2 separate regions of the Mus musculus genome follow, and region 2 is linked to region 1. The links are chromatin contacts, called in public promoter capture Hi-C maps. All regions are on one chromosome and are shown on one strand. Each heading gives the region's core, a stretch centred on a gene start, on an enhancer-like site or on the middle of the called end of the contact. The rest is flanking DNA. Distances are from core to core; before and after follow the strand shown.

Evidence for each region. Promoter capture Hi-C pulls out the DNA fragments that hold promoters and counts their contacts.
Region 2: a contact with region 1 is called in a promoter capture Hi-C map of liver. The contact joins the promoter of Adora1 here to the promoter of Ppp1r12b in region 1. A contact is called at or near these places in 3 of 39 promoter capture datasets (cranial neural crest, liver and stem cell-derived epiblast-like cells).

What each region holds. Positions count from the first base shown.
Region 1 is chr1:134,954,282-134,959,181 of GRCm38.p6, reverse strand. It overlaps Ppp1r12b (protein phosphatase 1, regulatory subunit 12B), which reads left to right and starts at 3,242. Exons shown (of 24, transcript NM_001368827.1): 1 at 3,242-3,690. The coding sequence starts at 3,400.
Region 2 is chr1:134,232,731-134,237,318 of GRCm38.p6, reverse strand. Adora1 (adenosine A1 receptor) reads left to right here and starts at 1,862. Exons shown (of 2, transcript NM_001008533.3): 1 at 1,862-3,304. The coding sequence starts at 2,964.

The DNA of each region.
Region 1 (4,900 bases), core at 1,993-4,492:
TGGTAACAGACTCTAAGCCTCTTTATACAATATACTGAGAGCTCTCTAAAAGTGCAGTGAAATGCAGTATAAAGACAGGAGTAGTCATACAGGGTACACCCCTAGGGCAATAGAACTCAGTAAATAAGATAGATTGACTAAAATAACCTTTTCCTACTTTATAGTGTAGCTGAGGAAATGATAAAATAAAAGGAGCTAGGTGTTAGCATTTGCTACTCATAAAAGCACAGGTTCAGCCTACGGCAAAAGAGACGCTGTCTCAGAAAAAATCAGTCTCGACAGTGGGAGGTTCCAGAAACAGGGAGAACACTACTTTCTTACTGTAACTGGAGTATTTGTTTTTTTCTTTTTTCTTGTAGAAGTAAGAGGATAACACTTTCTTTGGAGACTTTTACAGAAAGCATAAAAGGCTTAATTCTTTAGATAATTTAAGTGCATACCCACCTAATTGGAGAGAAATGTATCTTCCAGCTATGTGGTTCGTAAGAACAATAATAATTATTATTATCTTAATTGCTTTAACTACATCAGTCAAAAACTATACTATAAAACATCTGTCTCTGTAAACTTGAAAAGGTTTTCTTACTTAAAATTAAAGCTATGTTTGTTTGTTTTTTCCCAAATCACCTTCACCCAACCAAAAATTTCAAAGAATAAATGTATACTGTCAGCTCACTGAACAAGTTTGATAGCTTAAGTTTCTTAAATACTCTTAAAAAAATGTAAAGATTCATGTATTGCCAGGGCCCTGCCCCAGCACGTTGATAGGGTGGCCTCAACCCCCCTACAGAAAGATAGCTTTGAATTTCTGATCCATTTGCTCCCACGTTCAGAGTGCTATAATTACAGACAAAAACTTTTTAAAAGATTTATTTATTCCTTATATATACACGAATACATTGCAGGTGTCTTCAGACACACCAGAAGAGTGCCTCGGATCCCATTACAGATGGTTGTGAGCCACTATGTGGTTGCTGGGATTTGAACTCAGGACCTCTGGCAGAGCAGTCAGTGCTCTTAACCCCTGAGCCACCTCTCCAGCCCACAGACAAATGTTTTTGACTGGTTTATGTCAGACCATCATTCTGAAAACTAAGGTACATCCCCAGCCCCAAGACTGAGTTATTGTTAAATTTTAAGCTTATAAAAAAACAAAACAAAATATGGTGGCTTATTCCTGGCCCTTGGGAGGCCAAAGTGGGAGGAATATCATGGGGTTCTTGACAACCTAAACAGTAGAGAACCATTCTCAAAAAACAGTAATTTAAATAAAGAATGAAAGAAAGGACAGAGGGGGGAGGAGGGAGGAAGGGAGAGGGGAAGGGAGGAAGGGAGAGAGAGAGAGAGAGAGAGAGAGAGAGAGAGAGAGAGAGAGAGAGAGAGAGAGAGAGAGAGAGAGAATATACAAAAAGAACAGAGTCAAACCACGGGAAGTGGAAGCAGGAGGATCAGGATCTCACATTCATCTTTGACCAGCCTGAGTAAATGAGACTCCATCTCAAACCAAACAAAACAGAACATAGTCCCACAAGGTGTAACATTATTGGTCCCTGAAAATTTTATCCTACTTTAAAAGGTCTTACTAGAAGCCAGTCTATTGGCAAAGTAGGATGCAGCAGTGAAATGCAAAACTGAGTGGCTGTTGTTTACCAGGGCCGTGCTATTAAACCAGGGCAGGAGGGCTGCAAGAAGCTCACGGCTACATCATCTCTCCTAGTTTCTCTATGTGTTTGTATTTGAGGCAGTCTCCTTCTGCTGCTTTGGCTGGTCTCTCTCTCTCTCTCTCTCTCTCTCTCTCTCTCTCAAGATTTATTTTACTATATGTAAGTACACTGTAGCTGTCTTCAGACACACCAGAAGAGGGCATCAGATCTCATTACAGATGGTTGTGAGCTATCTGGTTCAAAGTCATCCTTTGCTGCATAGGCAGTTCCTGGCTGGCCTGGATGACGTGACACTTAGTCTCAATAAAACAAAAGCTTTTTAACAAGTAATGAGATTTTCTTGGTAATTTGTCGACATGTCAACCCATGTAGTTGCTGGGATTTGAAATCAGGACCTTCAGAGGAGCAGTCATTGCTCTTAACTGCTGAGCCATCTTGCCAGCCTGGTCTCAGACTCTTGATCCTCCAAGATAACAGGTGCGTGTCACCATGCCTGGTTCCTACGTTATCTTGGTATCAATATCTCTCTTATCAATTTGGCAGAGTTCTATTTGAGAACTTGGGTAATTTTAATTATTAATAAGAAGAGGTTCCATGTTGACAAATTACCAAGAAAATCTCATTACTTGTTAAAGAGCTTTTGTTTTATTGAGACTAAGTGTCACGTCGTCCAGGCCACCGGGAACTGCCTATGCAGCAAAGGATGACGTTGAATGTCTTGCCTTTTGTGGTTTGTTTTTCACAGGGGAATAGATTTGACAGGTTTCACTCTGTAGCCCAGGCTAACCTTGAACTCACAGTGTAGTCCAGGTTGCTCTAAAACTCCTGGCAACCTGGGTGCAGGGGTTACAGGTGTGAGTTGCCTGGCATTACTTATTTCTTCAACATTTGATTCCTAGTTTATTCCAATAGAAAATGAGCAACGGGCAAGTGTTCATTTGTTAGGAAATAATAAAAGTTCTTTTTTCTGATGACCTAATCGTGTTCACATTTTGTGTGTGTGTGTGTGTGAAATTTGTGAAATGAAAAATTTCAACAGTCAGGAATCTTTTTGGACCTGGAGTGAATGTCATATTGAAAATAATTTATGTAAAACTATAATACTGTATGTGTATGCATACTTTTCTCCATGCACGTTCATAACTAATACATGTTAATAAAACTAGATGTAAAAAAAAACAGGACATGAAATATCATCCTTCTGTTACTTCATGTTTAGTCTTCTTTTCTAGAAAATAAGGGTAATTACTGCTGCTTTTTCCACTCTTGAAGTGTTAAGTGACTATTAGGGAGGGAGTTCAGCTTAGTGATCGCAGCAATAAAAAAAACTACGATTCCCAAAATGCTTAGAGAAAGAGGATGCCACCGGTCTGGGAGACAGTTGCAGCTTCTTCCAGGCATAGGTGCTAGATTCCCCCTCGGAGGAGGGTGCAGCTTGTCCTTGACTGGTTTGTAATGCATCCAGGGATGTGTAGTTCCCGTAGGGCTCCAGTGCGCCCTCAGGGCAGGTCTCCTACTACAAGTCCCGTACTGACGCGGGGTTGGGCAGCGCGTGCGTGCTGAAGCTAAGGGAGCATGTGGGCGGTGCTACTAGCGGGAGGAGTAAAGATGGCGGCGCGGGGGCCTCCGCCTTCATTCCCTGGCTGAAGCCCTCCGAGGGAGGCGGCAGTGGCCACACAGGGCTACCAACAGTCTTGTGGTGGTACTTTTGGCAGCAGCTGCGGAAGCTCGAGCAATGGCGGAGCTGGAGCACCTGGGAGGGAAGCGAGCAGAGTCGGCGCGAGCGCGGCGGGCTGAGCAGCTGCGGCGCTGGCGAGGCTCGCTGACAGAGCAGGAGCCCGCGGAGCGACAGGGCGCGGGGCGCCAGCTGCAGACCAGACGCGGGAGCCCCAGGGTCCGCTTCGAAGACGGTGCGGTCTTTCTAGCTGCCTGCTCCAGCGGGGACACGGACGAGGTGAAAAAGCTTCTGGCAAGAGGTGCGGACATCAACACGGTCAACGTGGACGGCTTGACAGCCCTGCACCAGGTAGGACTTCTCTTTCTGTTGTGTGGGGTCTTTGACCTGCAAGCTTGTGACCCCGGTGAGTTGCCTCACCAAGAGTATATATAGTGTCACCGCAAAGCCCTCTTGCAAAGACCATGCCACTTCAGTCAACTCACATTCTTGGCCACCCTCTTCCACTCATAACCAGGGTGTGGGTCTTTACTTGAAGGACTGGTGTCACCCGGGTGACTGGTCAGTGTTTGTATTTCCCTCCACCTACTTGGGTTGTCATGGTGACTGATGATTTGGTCCTTGGTGTTATCTTTATAGATTAGTCATCTTTACTTCTCTCCTGTGCCTGTACCTCATGCCACTCACACTGTCATTAGCCTGCTCCCCTTTCAGAAAATTCAACTTTCTATTTGCGTGGCCTAGTTATTAAAATGTCTTAGGGTCAATTAAAGGGAAACCCCACTAGTGGATGGAGACAGGCAGCTTTTTTGAAACGCCACTTGTTTTGCTGATGTGTGATTTGTGTCTTCTCCAGGCCACCCTTAGAACACCCTTGACCTCATTGTTATGGGTGTCTCATTTTCTCTACAGCAGCACTACTTCAGTCAGGGACAGAATTATTTCTGTCTAGGACTTATGGAGTAGGCTTTCAACTTTATTTCTGAATCTGTCTGTAGAAATGGTAACCTTCGAAAAAAGAAATGACTATATATACGAGTTACAGGTAATCTGAGAGTTCTTGTGCTTAATAATAACGCCTTGATTTCTCTCACTTATGCAACAATATTCTCTGTATACTGACTGTCATAACTCCACCCTCTCTCCCCATTTGAACTTCGCCAGTTATTTTGGTGAGCTGAGACCTGGGCACCCACTCTTTTCTCTTCTCGTCTCTTCTCTTTCTTTCCTTCTCTCTTTTCTTTCTCTCTTTTCTTTCTTTCTTTTTTCCTTCCTTTTTCCTCTTCCTCTTCCTTCACCTCTCTTTTATTTTTATTTTATTTTATTTTATTTTATTTTTAAAAAACAACCACACAGATGCTCATGTAGTTCAGGTTGACTTAGAACTCTCCATGTAGCTGATCCATCTGCCTCTATGTCCCCAGTGCTGGGACTGCAAAGTCTGGGCAGTGCTGAGGATCAAGCCAGGCAAGAACTCTACCGACAGAGCTACATCCACAGCTCACAGCTCTCTTTCTTAGTTTTCCTTTGCTGTATGTGCAACCTGAATGAGTGCACATAA
Region 2 (4,588 bases), core at 613-3,112, 720 kb after region 1:
GACTCTGCTGGAGGCAGCGAAATTCGTGTGCGTGTGCTGTGTGTAGGGAGTCAAATGGCCATGGTAGGAGGTTCATCTAGTCAGGGGTCGGGGCATGTGTGAAAAACAGCAATCACGTTTGGCACAGGGTCCATCCAGTCCCTTGGGTCTTCCTGCTCAGCCTTGGTCCTCCCACAGTGTCCTCCTCTCCCTGAGGCCACTGGCTGGCCCCATGGTGAACTTGCCATAGGGCTGACAAGAAGCAAATCAAGACTTAAAAGAGGATCACAGATATAATTCAGCTGCAGAATGCAAGGCTAGCACACAAGAGTCCTGAGTTCCATTCCTCAGCACCAAGCCAACCAACCAACCAACCAACCAACGAAAAACTCACTTTGCCTAACACCGTGCTGGATTGTGTCTATCATTCCAGTATTGGAATGAGACAGCTAAAATGACTGAGTTCGAGGCCAACCTGAGCTACATAGCAAGTCTTTGTCTTAAAAAATTAAAATTAATTATGTGAAAGGCTTTATGCCTTAAAGGCCCTGAGTCAAGGAAAGAAAGAGCCAAGAGGCACAGATGCCATGCAGATCTCAGCCTCATGTCGCATGGTATGGGCAGGGGCAGGATGGCAGCTTGCTCTTAGGAGTAGGGAGGAATGGGAGGTAGGCAGGAAGGATGCCTGTCATGGATGAGCTGATCTTTTGTCATCAAACTCACAGTCCCCTGTTGTCTGAGGGTGGAAGTGGAAGTGAAGCCCTGGGTCTCCTGGAAGTGTCCTCCCCTCATTGGGCTTCTTTCTCTGGAGAAAACCGAATAGCTCCCACCCTTCCTCCCAGCCACCCAGGTTCCAGAGGAAACTGCTCCTTCCTGTGCTCCTGCAGCACACCCCAGCAGAAGTTGCTCTCCCTCCTGTGGGCAGAGCCCTTCTCCTCAGCTGGGATCCAGCAAGGGGGCAGCAGGTTGTAGGGTTTCCCCTAGCCTGACTCACCCAGCTACTGTACAGTGCAGACCCTTGACCAACAAACAGGATTTCTCAGGGTGGGATCTCTCTATAAGGCACTGAGAGGGAAGGCTTGGGGCTGTGCGTGAGCCAGTGATGAAGTGAGGGCCAGGGACACTGTGGGGGAGGGCGAGGTGGGGAGGGCACTGTGGGAAGGGCACTGTGCTGGTGCTTCAGTGTGTTAGTCTTTGGCAAGTTCCTTTCATTTCCCAGCCTGAATCTTTTTCTGGAGCACAAGGGATTGGACTAGATACTGTGTAGTCTTAGGTGCTGGGGCAGAAAGGAGAAGGAGAAGGAGGAGGAGGGGGAGGGGAAGGAGCATAGTAGTGTAACACTGACAGTGGGGGTCATTTCTCTGAGCCTCAGCATCCTCATCTGCAAAATGGAAATTACGAAGAGCCTGAAAAGCACTCTGAGCGATGGATGAGAAAGGGCTATGACTCAGGAGACTGCCTGCAAAGTAACGTGTGTGCGGGAAGCCTGTGCGCTCCTGACAGTGCTGGGACTGCTTTCCTGAAGAGAGTAGGTTTTAAGATTAGGGGAGGCGCCCAGATGCCAATGGTTGGTGGCGGTGGGAGACCAGAGAGGGGCCCTCTTGAGTCCCGCAGGTGATTAGGGCTTGGGCTGTCCGCCTGCTGCATTGAGAAGGGAGGGAGGGAGTAAGGGAAAGAGGGAACACGGGAATCGGCACCTCGGTACTGTCCCTGTCCCGAGGCCGGATCCATACATCACACCATTCGAGACGCTCACGTTTTCCCAGCTTTTCTCACACTGAATCACTTCCTTTGTTTAGAGGAGGGGGTAGGGGAGGAGACGGAGGGCGACGAGGGAGGGGCCCGCGGGTGCCGCCGCCGCCCCCGCCCCCGCCCCCTCCCCCTCCCGGTGTGCGGAGCCCGATTGTCACTCAGCTCCCGCGCCGGGGGCGACGAAGGCGCCGGCGCCAGAGTGGAGTCTCGGCTGGCTACCACCCCTTGGACATAACTGGCTAGCCCTGGGTTCCCCTGGCATCCTCTGAGGGAGCGACTGCCCAAGGTTTTGAGGTCTGGGGATACTTGGCTAGACAGTTCAGGTGGCCAGGCGCTCTGCCAGCTTTGGTGTGACCTTGGGTAAGTCTGTGGCTCAGTTCGTGCATCATGAGTGTGCAGGAAAGGGGTGGATGAAATGACTGGGGTGTCCCCCTTGGGGCAGTCGATGGGTAAGGATTCTGGGCAGAGCTGGAGCTGGACCAGGCTTCTGTTAAGAATCGGGCACCAGCGGCGTCCCAGGTGGGTGGGCACAGGGTAGGCGTGCGCGCACGCGGGGAATGGGAGCCGGTGGACCCGCCAGGTCCTGGGCTTAGTCCCTCAGAATCACGCCTGCCATCCAGTCCCAGGTACGAAACAGGGGCACTACCTCTTTAAAGGCGTCCGGGGCTGAGCCTCTGCCACACCATGTGATTGCTTGAAAGGCCGGGCTGGGAGCGCAGCGGCGGGAGCCTGGAGAACGATGAGCCGATGCGCGCGCGGTGCCCAGAACCCAACCCTGCCCGGCGCGGCTCCGGAAAGCCGCCCGGGGAACTTAGGGCAACGCCTTTGGGACCCCCTACCGGTTGGCAGGCAGGATGGTGAGCTCCTTGCCTCCGGGTCGGCGGACACCTGTGGGCACTGTGGATTCACAGGGGATCCTTGTGGAGTAAGTGTACAGGGAGCCACCTCACACCTGATACAAAAACCAGTGGTGGAGTGAGTGCTGCTATTTTAAGTTGCTGAATGGAACCTCTAAGGACAAGGGGAGGGGACAGAGGTTAAGCAGATAGTGAGCCTGAGTGTCTGGCCAGCTTGGGCAGGCACTGCATCACTTTACTGGGGCACATCTTCGCAGGGCTGCCTATGTCCCCCTCCTTCCCAGGCTGGCATCCCCACCGCAGGCTTCCTGACCACAGGTGCTGGCCTCGCGCCCCAGGGCGCCTGTCTGCTGATGTGCCCAGCTCCTGCCCACCATGCCGCCGTACATCTCGGCCTTCCAGGCTGCCTACATTGGCATCGAGGTGCTCATTGCCTTGGTCTCTGTGCCCGGAAATGTACTGGTGATTTGGGCTGTGAAGGTGAACCAGGCACTTCGCGATGCTACCTTCTGCTTCATCGTATCCCTGGCGGTAGCTGATGTGGCTGTTGGCGCCCTGGTCATCCCACTGGCCATCCTTATCAACATTGGGCCACAGACCTACTTCCACACCTGCCTCATGGTGGCCTGTCCTGTCCTCATCCTCACCCAGAGCTCCATCCTGGCTCTGCTTGCTATTGCTGTGGATCGGTACCTCCGAGTCAAGATCCCTCTCCGGTGAGTTCATAGCAGCCCAAGGTACTCTGTGCAACCCTGTGTGGGGCTTGGGGATGAGCAAGAGAAGATGAAAGTCAGCACACATAAGCCTCCTAGTCAGCCAGGTATTCTCCGGGCATTTGGATCCCAGCCCAAAGTGCCTTCCTGGGCTCTGTATGGGGATGTTCAGCAGAGCTGCAGTGAGAGAAACAGGAGGGGCTGGGTGTCAGAGAATTACCATCCTGACAGTGCCCATGACCTCAGTGCAGGGACCTGGAGCCTCTGCAACCAGAGAGTCTGAGGGAGCAGGTGAGGTCGGGCCTGGAGTGGGACTGGAACATTTGGAAGGGCTGGCAAGACAAGGGACAGCCAGTATAGGCTTGTGAATGATCTGGGTTCCACCGGACTGGGAAAGGAGGAGAGAAAAGCTTCAGGAGAGAGATGAGGACATGCAGAGGGTGGCACACCAGGACCCAGGGTGCTGCTGCTTCTCGGACCAGACCAAGCTGGCTTCCAGAAGGCACTGTTTAGCTCACTTGTTCGGCAAATGTTTCTGTACCAGCCAACTCCACCCTCCGCGCTGTCCTGCTGAGCCCAGAGGGCTAGTTGCCTCTGCCCAGCCTCCCCTGAGGCAGGGAGCAGGCTGGTGTTGCCCTTCCTGTTCTGGCTGTTGCCTGCGGAGATGCTTTTGCTGTTTCTAGGCAGCTCAGGGTGGGAAGCCTAATGGTGACACCCCTCATAGTGGGGGGTCCATCTCCCTTGAGGATCCCTGCCCAGGCCTACCAAGCCATAATCTTGGCACCAGGCACTGCCTGGGTCACCAAATGCCAGCAAGTGCCTGGGCACCCTGCCAGGAACTGGCTCTGCTGGGACACTCTTTTGAGTGTGTTTCCCCCTTCTTTGAATTCTTGTCACCAGTAGGTTCTCTAAGGGTGAGCTTTAGCCATCTTCAGCACCTGCTGTTTTATGCAGCTTCCTCCTTCCCCTATCTGGAACCTGGGGCCTCTGGCCTCCCTTGGCAGTGTGCCTGGGCAGGCCTGGGCACCGGTAGTCCTCCCTTTGGTCACGTTTAAGCACGTTTCACTTTTCCCAGCCTCTTTTCGTGTCACACGCTCCCTCGCTCCCTGTGTCCAGTGTGGGAGGCGGGGCAGGAACTGGAAGAGAGGAAGCAGGCTCAAGGGATCTCCCTGGAGTCAGGTGTGGAGAGCGTTATCCAACCATGTCCTCCCTCTGATTCCTGAGCCTGGAACTCCCCCCCCCCCCCCATGTCAGCCTCTCCCTATCACTCCCAGCCTACCTCCCTCA